Regions from separate parts of the Mus musculus genome. Here regions 2 and 3 are each linked to region 1. A link is a contact called in public Hi-C data. All regions are on one chromosome and are shown on one strand. The core of a region is the stretch at or near the end of the contact, and the rest is flanking DNA. Distances in the headings are between cores, read along the strand shown.

The links. A called contact is a pair of places that touch in the nucleus more often than the background predicts.
Region 2: a contact with region 1 is called in a Hi-C map of the N1E-115 cell line, with 5 times the contacts expected there. The contact joins two enhancer-like sites. A contact is called at or near these places in 1 of 15 datasets of contacts at CTCF or cohesin (pro-B cells), 4 of 484 Hi-C or Micro-C datasets (the N1E-115 cell line, hematopoietic stem and progenitor cells and liver) and 1 of 115 datasets of contacts at active chromatin or transcription factors (embryonic stem cells).
Region 3: a Hi-C map of the N1E-115 cell line shows a contact between it and region 1, with 7 times the contacts expected there. The contact joins two enhancer-like sites. A contact is called at or near these places in 8 of 484 Hi-C or Micro-C datasets (the N1E-115 cell line, adipose-derived mesenchymal stem cells, cardiomyocytes and 5 more), 3 of 115 datasets of contacts at active chromatin or transcription factors (acute myeloid leukemia and embryonic stem cells) and 1 of 9 other capture datasets (embryonic stem cells).

The regions. Positions count from the first base shown.
Region 1 is chr5:43,357,828-43,361,412 of GRCm38.p6, forward strand. The region is part of intron 1 of Gm43699 (a long non-coding RNA gene); the gene reads left to right. Among named protein-coding and RNA genes, the nearest start is that of Gm43699, 5.3 kb to the left of the region's middle. Within about 2 kb of position 1,309, at least 34 of the 459 cell types and tissues checked have an H3K27ac peak or open chromatin away from gene starts, as enhancers often do. A contact at or near this core is called in the N1E-115 cell line and neural progenitor cells, where this site is marked.
Region 2 is chr5:43,147,206-43,150,755 of GRCm38.p6, forward strand. No RefSeq gene overlaps it. Among named protein-coding and RNA genes, the nearest start is that of Gm46911, 62 kb to the right of the region's middle. Within about 2 kb of position 1,561, at least 19 of the 459 cell types and tissues checked have an H3K27ac peak or open chromatin away from gene starts, as enhancers often do. A contact at or near this core is called in the N1E-115 cell line, where this site is marked.
Region 3 is chr5:43,106,063-43,109,639 of GRCm38.p6, forward strand. No RefSeq gene overlaps it. Among named protein-coding and RNA genes, the nearest start is that of Gm43700, 69 kb to the left of the region's middle. Within about 2 kb of position 1,884, at least 10 of the 459 cell types and tissues checked have an H3K27ac peak or open chromatin away from gene starts, as enhancers often do. A contact at or near this core is called in the N1E-115 cell line and neural progenitor cells, where this site is marked.

The DNA of each region.
Region 1 (3,585 bases), core at 59-2,558:
TGACTTCTCCGTTAGATTAATAATGCCCTGACCAATTGGTAGAGAAGTCAGTTTTCTTATCTTTCTACAGATTCTTTGTTCTACACCTTTTCCCTCAGAGATCCCTCTGAGTGAATGGTCATTATTTCCCACATCTCCCTCAAGCTCAGGGATGGCCTACCCTTTCTTCAAGAGGATAATAAGCTCGCTCCCTGGAGCCTGCCCCACAGACCTGTCCAGATTATTAGCACTTTCTGAGCCCTGTAAGACTGTCTAGACCACAATCTGGGGCTATGCCAAGAACGCCTTAGTCATTATTCCTATGAAGATATCTGTCTCTGCCACCAGCTTAGTACATTCTGAGGGGCTTACACTGCCTCCAAACAGGCATCATGATCATGTACACCTCAGTGTCGTTACCACAAAATAGAACAGATGACGGCCTCTTCTTCCTTCCTGTATGAATCTTTTTCTTTCTCGGAACCTGTTGATTCAAGGTCTAGGCTAGGTTTAAAGTGACTGACTATCAGAACATCAAGGTTGGAATTCTTAAGTTTCTAGAAACTTTCTCAGCAGCATTCCAGGGCAAAGGAAAGGGGGCAAAGACCTCGAAGGCAAAGATGCTTTACCTTCTAGGTCCTGTTATCTTATTCAGAAACATCTCTCTTGAGTCTATTCTACAAGTTTGGGCTTCTGGTCACACTTTTGTTTCTGTACATTGTTATTCATGACTTTAAAACACATGAAAATTACTGGAGCTGATTGATTCCATTGTGTCCTGGAGCTTTTCCACATTTTAATCTGTTGCAAGCGATGAAGGGTAATAATGATTCACTCGTATTAAGTGTTTTTGCCTTGTGCTTGGCACTGTGCTAGCTACAGGTACTAATGACACACAATTGGGATGTCCTGAATGAAACCTAAATGTGGGATGAGTTTATTTATAACCCAGACAACACTGTGCCCTGCATTCTCAAAGGACAATGGTTAGTATCTGGAACAATTTCCATTTCTGTACCCTTTGATAGAAAGAAGACAATGAAAGTGATTGTGGTCTTTTTCATAACTGTTTGGTGAAGGTGGCACAGCAAACTAGCTGACTTTCACCTCATCTGTAATCTTGAACAAGGATATCATCTGAGACACCCCTGATTGAGTAGCTGCTCTTATCACTGTGGCTATGCTGTCAGTTAGCTGGCTGAAAGGTGGGCTTTATGGAAACCTTACTAAAGCTAACCATCCTGGGCTTTAGCATCCTTGGCAACCCTACTTCTCTAACCAACAGACCATAGCATGACTCAGAACTTGGCATTGAATTGAGCCCAAAAAAGCCTTCTTTCAGGCAGCCCACATCCTAAGACACAAGACAAGTGTCTCTAGCCAGGAGATGTCCTATACACAACTGCACAAATTCTAACTTCATGGGTACTGAAAAATACCAGAGTATTTTAAAGTGTGTGTGTGTGTGTGTATGCGTACGTATGTGTCTGGTGTGTGCATGTATGTGAACTAGGTGACAATTTCCACAAGAGAAGGTATCTCAGAATCTCTCCAGACAATGGTTCTAAAATAAGCAAGATTAGTCATGGTCAAACCATTTGCTTTTGAACCTAAACCAGATACTAAATTGTGCTACAAAAATCTGTAAATTCCTGGTATTCAGGACTGCCAAGATGTCTGAGAGAAGATGGTCCAAGCCTCAACAGGGCTCATCACAATCACCCCTCGGCTGACAAAGGCGCTCTGTATGCTGGGCCCTGATTAGGAACAAGCTTAGGATTTAGCACAATCTGTTCTGTGAGGCCAATTTTCCAGGAGCTGTGACATAATTGCGCTCAGAAGTTGTGAGCTTGATTTCGAAACTCTTGATATTGTCATGGAAATGATCGTTGTATTTTATTGCAATCAATTTTTTCTTTAGACTAAAGCAGAGAAGTTGAGTAAGAGGGGGAAATTAGTCCTTTAATAAAGGAAGAAAACAGATACTTAATAGCGTGTTTCAAAAGTTGAATACAGTAAATTACAAAGCTGGAGAAAATAAGACATACCATTTTCCTGTTCCTTCTTATTCCCCCTGCTTCTAGCTCATCCTTTCAACGCCTCCTCTGCCCATTCACAAATGGCCCCTGCTTCCTGCCTTTTGTTGTTTTACCTCCCTGATGTGGGAGTGGTGTGATAATGAAATCTCTCAGGCCAGTCCCTGCAGATAGATAATACCTCTTTGTTGGCTGGTGTTTTACCTTTATTCTGAGGCTCTCCATGGCTTAAAATAAGGCTCTACCAAATGTGTATGGTAGATGTCATTCAACTTCTATTTTTTTATGGGTTAAAAACCTGAAAGAAATGACAGCCTAGTGGAAGGGCCGTGCATGGCTTTTGCTTTATTCATTTTCAAAGTCAAACTAGAGAGGTTGTTATTACATACATATACTTAAAAATACAAGAAAAGTGGGGGTTCTCTGATCGTTTCCCAAGAATGTACAATGATTGGAAGAAAGAAAAGAAAGGAGATGGGGAGGAAGAAAGGAAGGAAAGGATGAGAGACTGTAAAAAAATCAAAACAAACCAACCAACTAACCAACCAAACAAACAAACACAAATCTACCCTAAATGCATCCTGTGGTATAAATATGTCCTTTTTCCCTGCCAACCTCTGGAGTTTGCAAAGGACTTTAGACAAGTACACGTGGCCCCATCTTCTGGCAGACTTATGCAATAGCGGTACCTATCTGATGATCTTCAAGGGTGGTTTCTTCATTTTTCTTTTTCTTTTAAATGTACTGTTCAAGGTTTGTCTTTTCTTTGGATTTTCATCCTAAGAACTTTATTGCTCTCTAGATGCTTCCGTTTCTCAAAGGAGGAATAAGAGACACAAATTGGATGGGAATCCAGAAGCTTCATGTCCTCTTGTCAGCACATGTGTATCTGTGTAGGCAGCCCATGCATCTGCAGCTGCCTTCTTCATAAAGAAAGAAGTAAGCTCTCCCTCGTAGGTTAGGTGATTGGAAGAGATGCCATGGAACTGAATGGTCAATGAAGATGATTTATCAGCTGGTGTTGGACAGCCTCCTCTCCATGACCCCCCCCCCGCCCCCCCCCCCCCCACACACAAATGAGTGACTCAGCTCAAACTTGGCTGGAATGCCAGCATCCATTGGCCTAAGCTGTTGATCTTGGGGCAATTAATTGTTATCCAAACGGGAGGTCCAAAGAGTCAAGATTCAATGGGAGTTGCAATTTGGGCCAAGAATTCTGCAGGCCTTGTTGTGTTAGTGAGGATGGAGATCAGAGAAATGGCGATAAGAGAATGATGGTCTAATGTGTTCTTTTCTTGGAGGTAAAAAGTAAACAGAATTCTGAGAAGCAAATTGGTGGATTTCTTATTCTCAGGGGCTCACAAGGGGCTGTCTAACCTCTAGCTGCTGCAGTATGATGAGTCTAGACCTTGCAAGGTCATTTAAGAGGAGGTGGATCAGAATGGAGAGCTGAACAAAAAGTCCCATCTCTCTCCTTCATCAATTCCAGAAGAGTTTTCCCACATACCATGGAAACTGAGCAGTGTGTGTGTGTGTGTGTGTGTGTGTGTGTGTGTGTGTGTGTGTGTGA
Region 2 (3,550 bases), core at 311-2,810, 210 kb before region 1:
TGTGTGCATCCGAGTGCCTTCCCCTGGCATCACTCAGGACAGGAGCTGGTAGATGTGGGTCCTAGATGTTTATTAGAGGAGAGATGAGTAGGTGGCTGGCTGGCTGGGTGAGCTGTTGGATAGTGGGTTAGTTGTCTCTACAGGATAATTCATAGATACTGTATTTCAAAAAACAACACAGCACCTCAGGCAGTCCATCACCTCAGCTGGGAGTCTACATGGAAGAACCAGCCACAGAGATGAGACTGAATTGTCCTCTGGGGCCACAGTTCCAGAGGTGCAGCTTGTCAGTGCAGAGTTTGGCCTCATTCTCTAACCTCATCTTTCTTCCTGACTCAGTGCTTTACACTGCCTCCAAGTATAATTCCAGCATGGGTGATTTGTGCATATGAGGAGTCCTGAGAGAAAGCTTTCACAGTCTCTAGACTATCTCAGTGGTTCAAGTGGGAACATCCATGTATATATGTTTACACATCTATACATACATACATACATACACACACACACACAGAGGAGAGGCGGGGGGACGTAATGGATTTTAAGCAACTGGCTCATATCTGTGTGGAAGCTGTTTAGTTCAAAATCTATGGCCAGGGGCAGGCTGGAGATTCAAGTAAGAGCTGATACTGTAGCTGCAGTCTGAGGGATGGAAACTCGGGCAGGATTTCTATGTCACTTTCTGAAAGCAGAATCCCCTTACATAAAACCTTATTCATTGCTGCTGAGAGCTTCAGCTGATTAGCCAAGACTCTCCCATAACATTACATAGTCCATTACATCTGCTACATTTCAAATAAGCTGACCATTGTATATGCATATGTGTATATGATGTATATAATGCATATATACATATGTGTGTATTTATGTGTAGATGTGTATATATATGTGTGTGTGTGTGTGTGTGCATATACTATTTCTATTTTTGCAATTATATGTTTACTGAAATATCTAAATGGCTATTTGCCCAAATAATTCACCTCTACAGTCTCATCAAAGTTGTACATAAATTAGTCAATGTGGGCTCCCTTATTTGATCTTGTAGAAAGTTCTTATGGTAGATAAATACAAAGGGGAACTTAGCTTTAAATAGCCAATTTCTCTGGCCCCTTACCATATTCTGGCAAGGGACCATACATTCTGTCAAGGTAGGATCATGGGAAGTGTATAAAGTGTTAATGGGGTGCAAGGCAGCCAGTAAAGTCTTCTACTTTACTCTTGCAGGTAGGGATATGGCACCTGTTTAGTGCAGTCTTGCACCCAGTTCTAAGCCAGCAGCTCACGCATCCTGCACTTCCTTAGGAGCACAAAGACTCTCTAAACACATTCAAAGCAAACTGGCTGCTTCATCCCAGGATGCGGGATTTTGTTCTAGCATGCCATTCCTGGCTGGACTGGGCCATTCCATTGCCAGGTTGCTTGCTGTAAATCTCTTCCCAGCCCCAAGTCACGTGCTTAGCTGTACTCGCATGTCTGGGAAAGCTTTCCCACACCCCTTCGCTATGTGGGCCAAGGGGAAGCTCCCAGCATCGGCTGTGGGAAAGCCCATCTGGGATGCATCCATCTTACAGCCTGGCACCGACCAATCCTCTGGAGACATTGCTGTTTGACTCATTGACACACTCGTGTCTAGGCCTGAAAAAAAGCAAAACAAAACGAAACGAAACAGGTTTCTTTTTATTGTTTTATATTTGTTGTTTTAAAACAAAGAATCTGTTGTCTTCTCCAGAGGTCAAACATTCTTCACCTTGGGAGCTTAGGTAGGAGACAGGCAGGGCAGTCTGTTGATAGTCGTTTTCTTCATCTGTGAAACAGAAATGCTAGTACCTGCACAAGGATTCCACAATATCCTGGGGCATACTTCCTTACCATCTTGTTCTCTGTCGCCTTCTCTGGTTGTAACACAAATTCTTCTGTGAAGTTTTGCTGAACAACATGGCAAAGCCTTGACACAATCATGAGTTCTGATCTGTTAGTAGACAAGGACACTGGGTGTCATTTTATCACCCTTTTGTCTTTGCAGTGGATAGGAGGGAGACTCATTCCATTCCAAACTCATACAGTAGCTAGTACACTTGGACCCTTGGTCATATACCCTAAAATATATTAGGAGAAAGATGTATCTAGGACTATCACAACACTAGCCTGGAAAGGCAGGCAAGAGAGAGCTGCAGGATCACTAAGGTTTGAACACAAAGAAGACCATAGAAGGAGCAGGAGGTAGGAAGTTTGCAGAGAAACATGGAGTGGATATGCAAAGCATCTGGAGAGAGCATTAGATTATGAACCAGCTGGGCAGAGGGGAGAAAGAAAAGGCCATTGCACATGAGAAACCAAATATCAGAGATTCTATAACCCTCAAAGTAGGTATGATCATCAGTGACAGGTAGATGCAGATGAGACCTCACAGAATAGCCAGCTCTCCTGCTACCACTCCAGGGTCTAGGCAGCCAGCCTCTTCCTGGAATACTGCTGCTGACTCTCACCCGATCTGCCTGGTTTTGACCTTTAAACATGCCCCCCTCTCCCCCCCTCCTCCCTCCCACTTCAGCCTTCAGCTTTGTCTTCTCTAAGCAGCCAGAGAACCAATGGCAGCGTGAGTCAGCTCACGGAATCCATCTGCTCCAAATACTACTGCTGTGTTCTGGAATCACTCAGGGGGAAGCCAGATTCATCACAGGGGTCTTGCAGTGTCCTCTCTGGGACTCTGGGAACTGGCCTGCTACATGCGCTTACTGTTCCAGCTTGGGCCATCTACTTACATTTACCAGGTGTATGTCTGCTATGGGACCCCTCCCCCCCAGTGGCCCTGTTCATGGAGTATTCTCTTTTCAAAGATCCTATTTCTCTACTCCTTCTTTGAACACTGGACAAATTCAGTATTCCCTGTGAATTCTGCTTCACACATCACATTTGCTACTTTATTATTTATTATTATTTTGGTGGTGACGTAGGCTTTATTATTTTTTAATCACCCGTATTTATTTCACCACTGGCAAGCTCTGAGAACAGTTCCTGGCAAACAGGAATTGATAATTAATAAATTGTCTAAATCCTAGCTTAAATTCCAACTATTTATGACCTACATGTCTTGAGTATATAGATCAAGCTTTCCATTGCTTATGCTTCTCATACCGAAAGTGGGAAAATTTGGTTTGTCCCTCATAAAATCAGTATGAGGCTTCACCAAGAGAATTGTATATGGAAATCTCTAGCATAAAGTAGAATTTTTAAAATGTGAATTTTGTTGCAAAACTTCACAGATGGTCCTAGCATGTCTTAGAAAAGAAATCTGCTTGTTTTGATATTTTCAGCAGAAAGAATCAATAAACATTTGTAAACACCGGCTCAGCACTGAGCCCAAGAAGCACTCTTGGACAGAGGGTAACTGCCCTAAAGAAGCAACAAAGCCTTAAGAGAAACAGATCCAATGGTTAAGGATTACACTTCCCAGGAGAAGTACTTAGAAGGTATAGGAGGAAGGAACCATCAGACACACTTCTCTAATGCGTATTTGAACTAACCAGACAGAGGACATACTGCCAACAAGGCA
Region 3 (3,577 bases), core at 634-3,133, 250 kb before region 1:
TCCCAGTCATTAAGCTCTCTGTAAGATCAGAGCAGTGTGGGCCACTACATGACAGTAAGAAATTATTTCCTCCTTTTTTTTTTTAAACTCTAACTATGGATCTGTTTTAAAAGTTTCTTGGGGAAGCTTTTTTTGCAGAATACAGCAGCTCTGAAATGAACCGGAATTTAATGTCATTCTATTAACATTTCGAAAAAGGCCAGCAAGAAGCTCCAACCGATAATTACATACAAGAGGGAACAAATTGGGTGTGTTTGCCTCACATAGGTCTACCAGACCCCCCCTCCAAAAATGTTTCAAAGTAGAGTGTGTCATCAAAAACTACTAGAAATTATTCTGTCCCCACAATTATAGATTCAAATGACATTTACATTTGGCCAAATGGTCTCTAATTGAGCCGACCATTAAGTGACTCCATGCAGAAGCCATCATGAAATGAAACCTTATTTGCAAGCTGCAGACAGGAAGGTGCCGATTAGGTCTAGAACCTGAGAGGCGTGAGTCCTGACCTCTCCCTCTAACTCTACCAGAAACGGGTAGAGATGCCAGTAAGGACCCTCTCCTTGTTCACAGTGCCTGAGATCACCTTATCCTGGTACACAGTGCTTGCTAAAGCCCACCATTTCATGTAACTTCACAGATCAGTATCTCAGCAGCCACGATGATCTCTGTGTCATGTTTGTGGAGACAGCATAGGTGCGCTGCTGTCCTCATTCCACAGCTGGGAAAACTAAAGTTATAACTTAAATGACTCACCCCAGTCATGCAGGAAGCACAGGAAAGGGACACATTCAGGACAGTACTGCCAACCCCTAACCCTGTGTCACCCACCACAACATGTGACCTGTTGAACACCTTTACTAGTGGCAGTACAGAGCCATACATTTGGTAATGGAGACAGATGTGTGTATGTGGCCAGCACAGCAACAGATAGGAGAGGGGCCACACAAAGAAGGGTTGAACATAGGGAGTCCAGCAGAAGCTATTTGCACCTGGGGATCAGCAGATGGCCCCACTTGTTTCAAGGGAGCCAAGGAGAAAGCCACAGGGATGTGATGCACAGTCACTCGCAGAGTCCAAGCAATGGTATAGAAACTAATTACAAGAAGAATGGCTGTACATTGCAGCAAGCTGCCATTTTTCCTGAGTATTGACTAGAGTTCGTCTGAATGCACAGATGTGGAATCAGCAGGGATTGATGATCAACTCTACTGGTCTTTGACAGAGTTCTAAAGGCTGCACTGAGGGTGCTCTCACAGTTTGCATTGTTGCAGTCAAAGCAAGAAAGAGGCATTCAGCTCAGAACAGCAGGTCGAGGGCCCCGGGAAGCACAGAGAACCAATCCAATTTTGTCTTATGAATGAATGGGCTGATGAGGGGGCCTGCTAATCCAGTCCAGATTGTGAGAACTATGGAAGACCCCGTTAACACCTGAGCTCTCCAGATTTCCTGGACTTGGTGGGGAGGGGAGATGTAAACACTTGGAAGCTTTCACAATACCTAGTCAAGTCCAATGTTGCCTTATTTCCTCAAGTTTGACTCTTATCACCCCTGCCCCCAAACGTACACACATATCCGCAGATAACCCACACACATCTCCCCAACTGTCCTAATCCTTAACTGCTTCACCACCCTCTCTGCCATAGCTCACACTCCTGTTTTCAAGCTTTATTTTATTCTTTATCCTTGTTTCACTTCCTCCCTCCTAGCCTGACTGTTTACCTCCTACTCACCCTTCAAGTATTGGCCTACAGGTCACTTCCGGTGGATGTAGCTTAGTGTGCCTCTGCCCTTTCTTGCCTAGGGTTGCCTGCCTTCCTCTCCCACCTCTGTCTGCATCTCCTTGGCTCTCTCTGTAATTGCTTCATTCTCATTCCAGCCTCACCACCTGGCAATTACTGAGTAGAAACAGCGACTGCTCTCATATTCACTATGGTAACCTCAAGCCGGGCACTGCAGTATTTTGCTGAATGATTGAATAGATTAATTTTTTAATTAAGTTAGCCAGTAGTAAACGCTACTAAACACAACAAAAGAAGGTCTTGCTCCTTTACAGGTATTAAGCTCAGTTGGCTTGAGTGCACTAAGACACTGGATCACAGTACCCTCATGCCATATGACATCATAGCGCATCGGAATCAAGACTCTACTGGAAAAAGAAAGTGAACAGGCATCCTGTTTACAGAAGTCTGTCTTAAAGAAGCTTATTTCTATCTGGGTGTGATCCAAGTTACTGAGAGGGCTTTAAATAATTGGCAAAGACATTATCTTTGGAAGCTAAAATCCAACCCTTGAATACCTTGGTTTTTGCCAAATATCTCCCACAACCCACATTAAGTGGATTACCCTGCCCTTAATCACATGCTAAATGCTTGCATCTGTGGCTGGCATCAGCTGAGTGTGCAGCAGCTGCAGTCACCACTGAACACACACACACACACACACACACACACACACACACACACACACGAACATGCACACATACCCGCTATCACAGCAGAAAGGGATGGGTGGAAGAGCTCCAAGTGGTGGGTGGGATTTAAGACCATACAGGTTAAGGTCTTCATACTATCATCCATTTAGCACTTGTCAAGTATATCCTACGTGCAAAACAGAGAAGTCAGGCATATTTCAGTTTTCCAAGGAACTCTACGGGGGGGGGGGGAGTACTTACAGAACTAAAAGTTGCTTACAGTTGCTGACAGTCAGACTTGATGTGAACTTGAGGTTCTGACTTGGGGTGTCTGGAGGAGGGGCTGAGAAACAGAGGTCCTAATATTCCTTTGTTTAAGGTTGATATTACTTGTCCAGGGACCACAGTCTGAGCACTGAGCATCTCACTGGAACATAAACAGGAATAATGAAATTCTCATTACTTCAATTACTTCTTACAATGATGGCAGGAGACATTACAGAGGGACTTATTGAGCCTCTGCTTACACAGTGGCATCTTAACTGTTCAATTCTAGGTGCCTTTATGTCAGTGGTTCTCAACCAGTGGGCCCTTTGGGGATGGAATATGAGATATTCTGCATATCATGTATTTATATTATGATTCAAGGCAGTAGCAACATTATAGTTGTGAAGTAGCAACCAAATAATCTTATGGTTGGGGATCATCATAACATGAGAAACTGTATTAAAGGGCTGCAGCATTAGGAAGGTTGAGAACCACTAGTTCTAAATGTTTTTCGAATACCAGAGTGCTCATCACCAGGGAATCTCAGCTAGCCATCCAAGCATCTGTCTTCTGCATCACATATCCATGCACAAATAGCAGAGCCCCGTCCCAAGGGAAATAGAAGAGAATTGCACTTGGTGAGCATACACTGTGTGTAGGGCATCATATGGATTGTTCCTTGAGCTCTCACTCAGGAGATGCAGGCAGGGTAGATTAGGGACAGAGCTCCTGGGACTGAAAGATGGCTCATTGGGTAAGAGCACTTTGCTGTACAGTCATGAGGACCAGAAAATACCTGCTAATTCAGTTCTGAGGGATTTGGCACCTTCTTTTGGCATTCATGTACACACAGACATACATACCTTCATGTGGATATACATACTCACATAGATACAC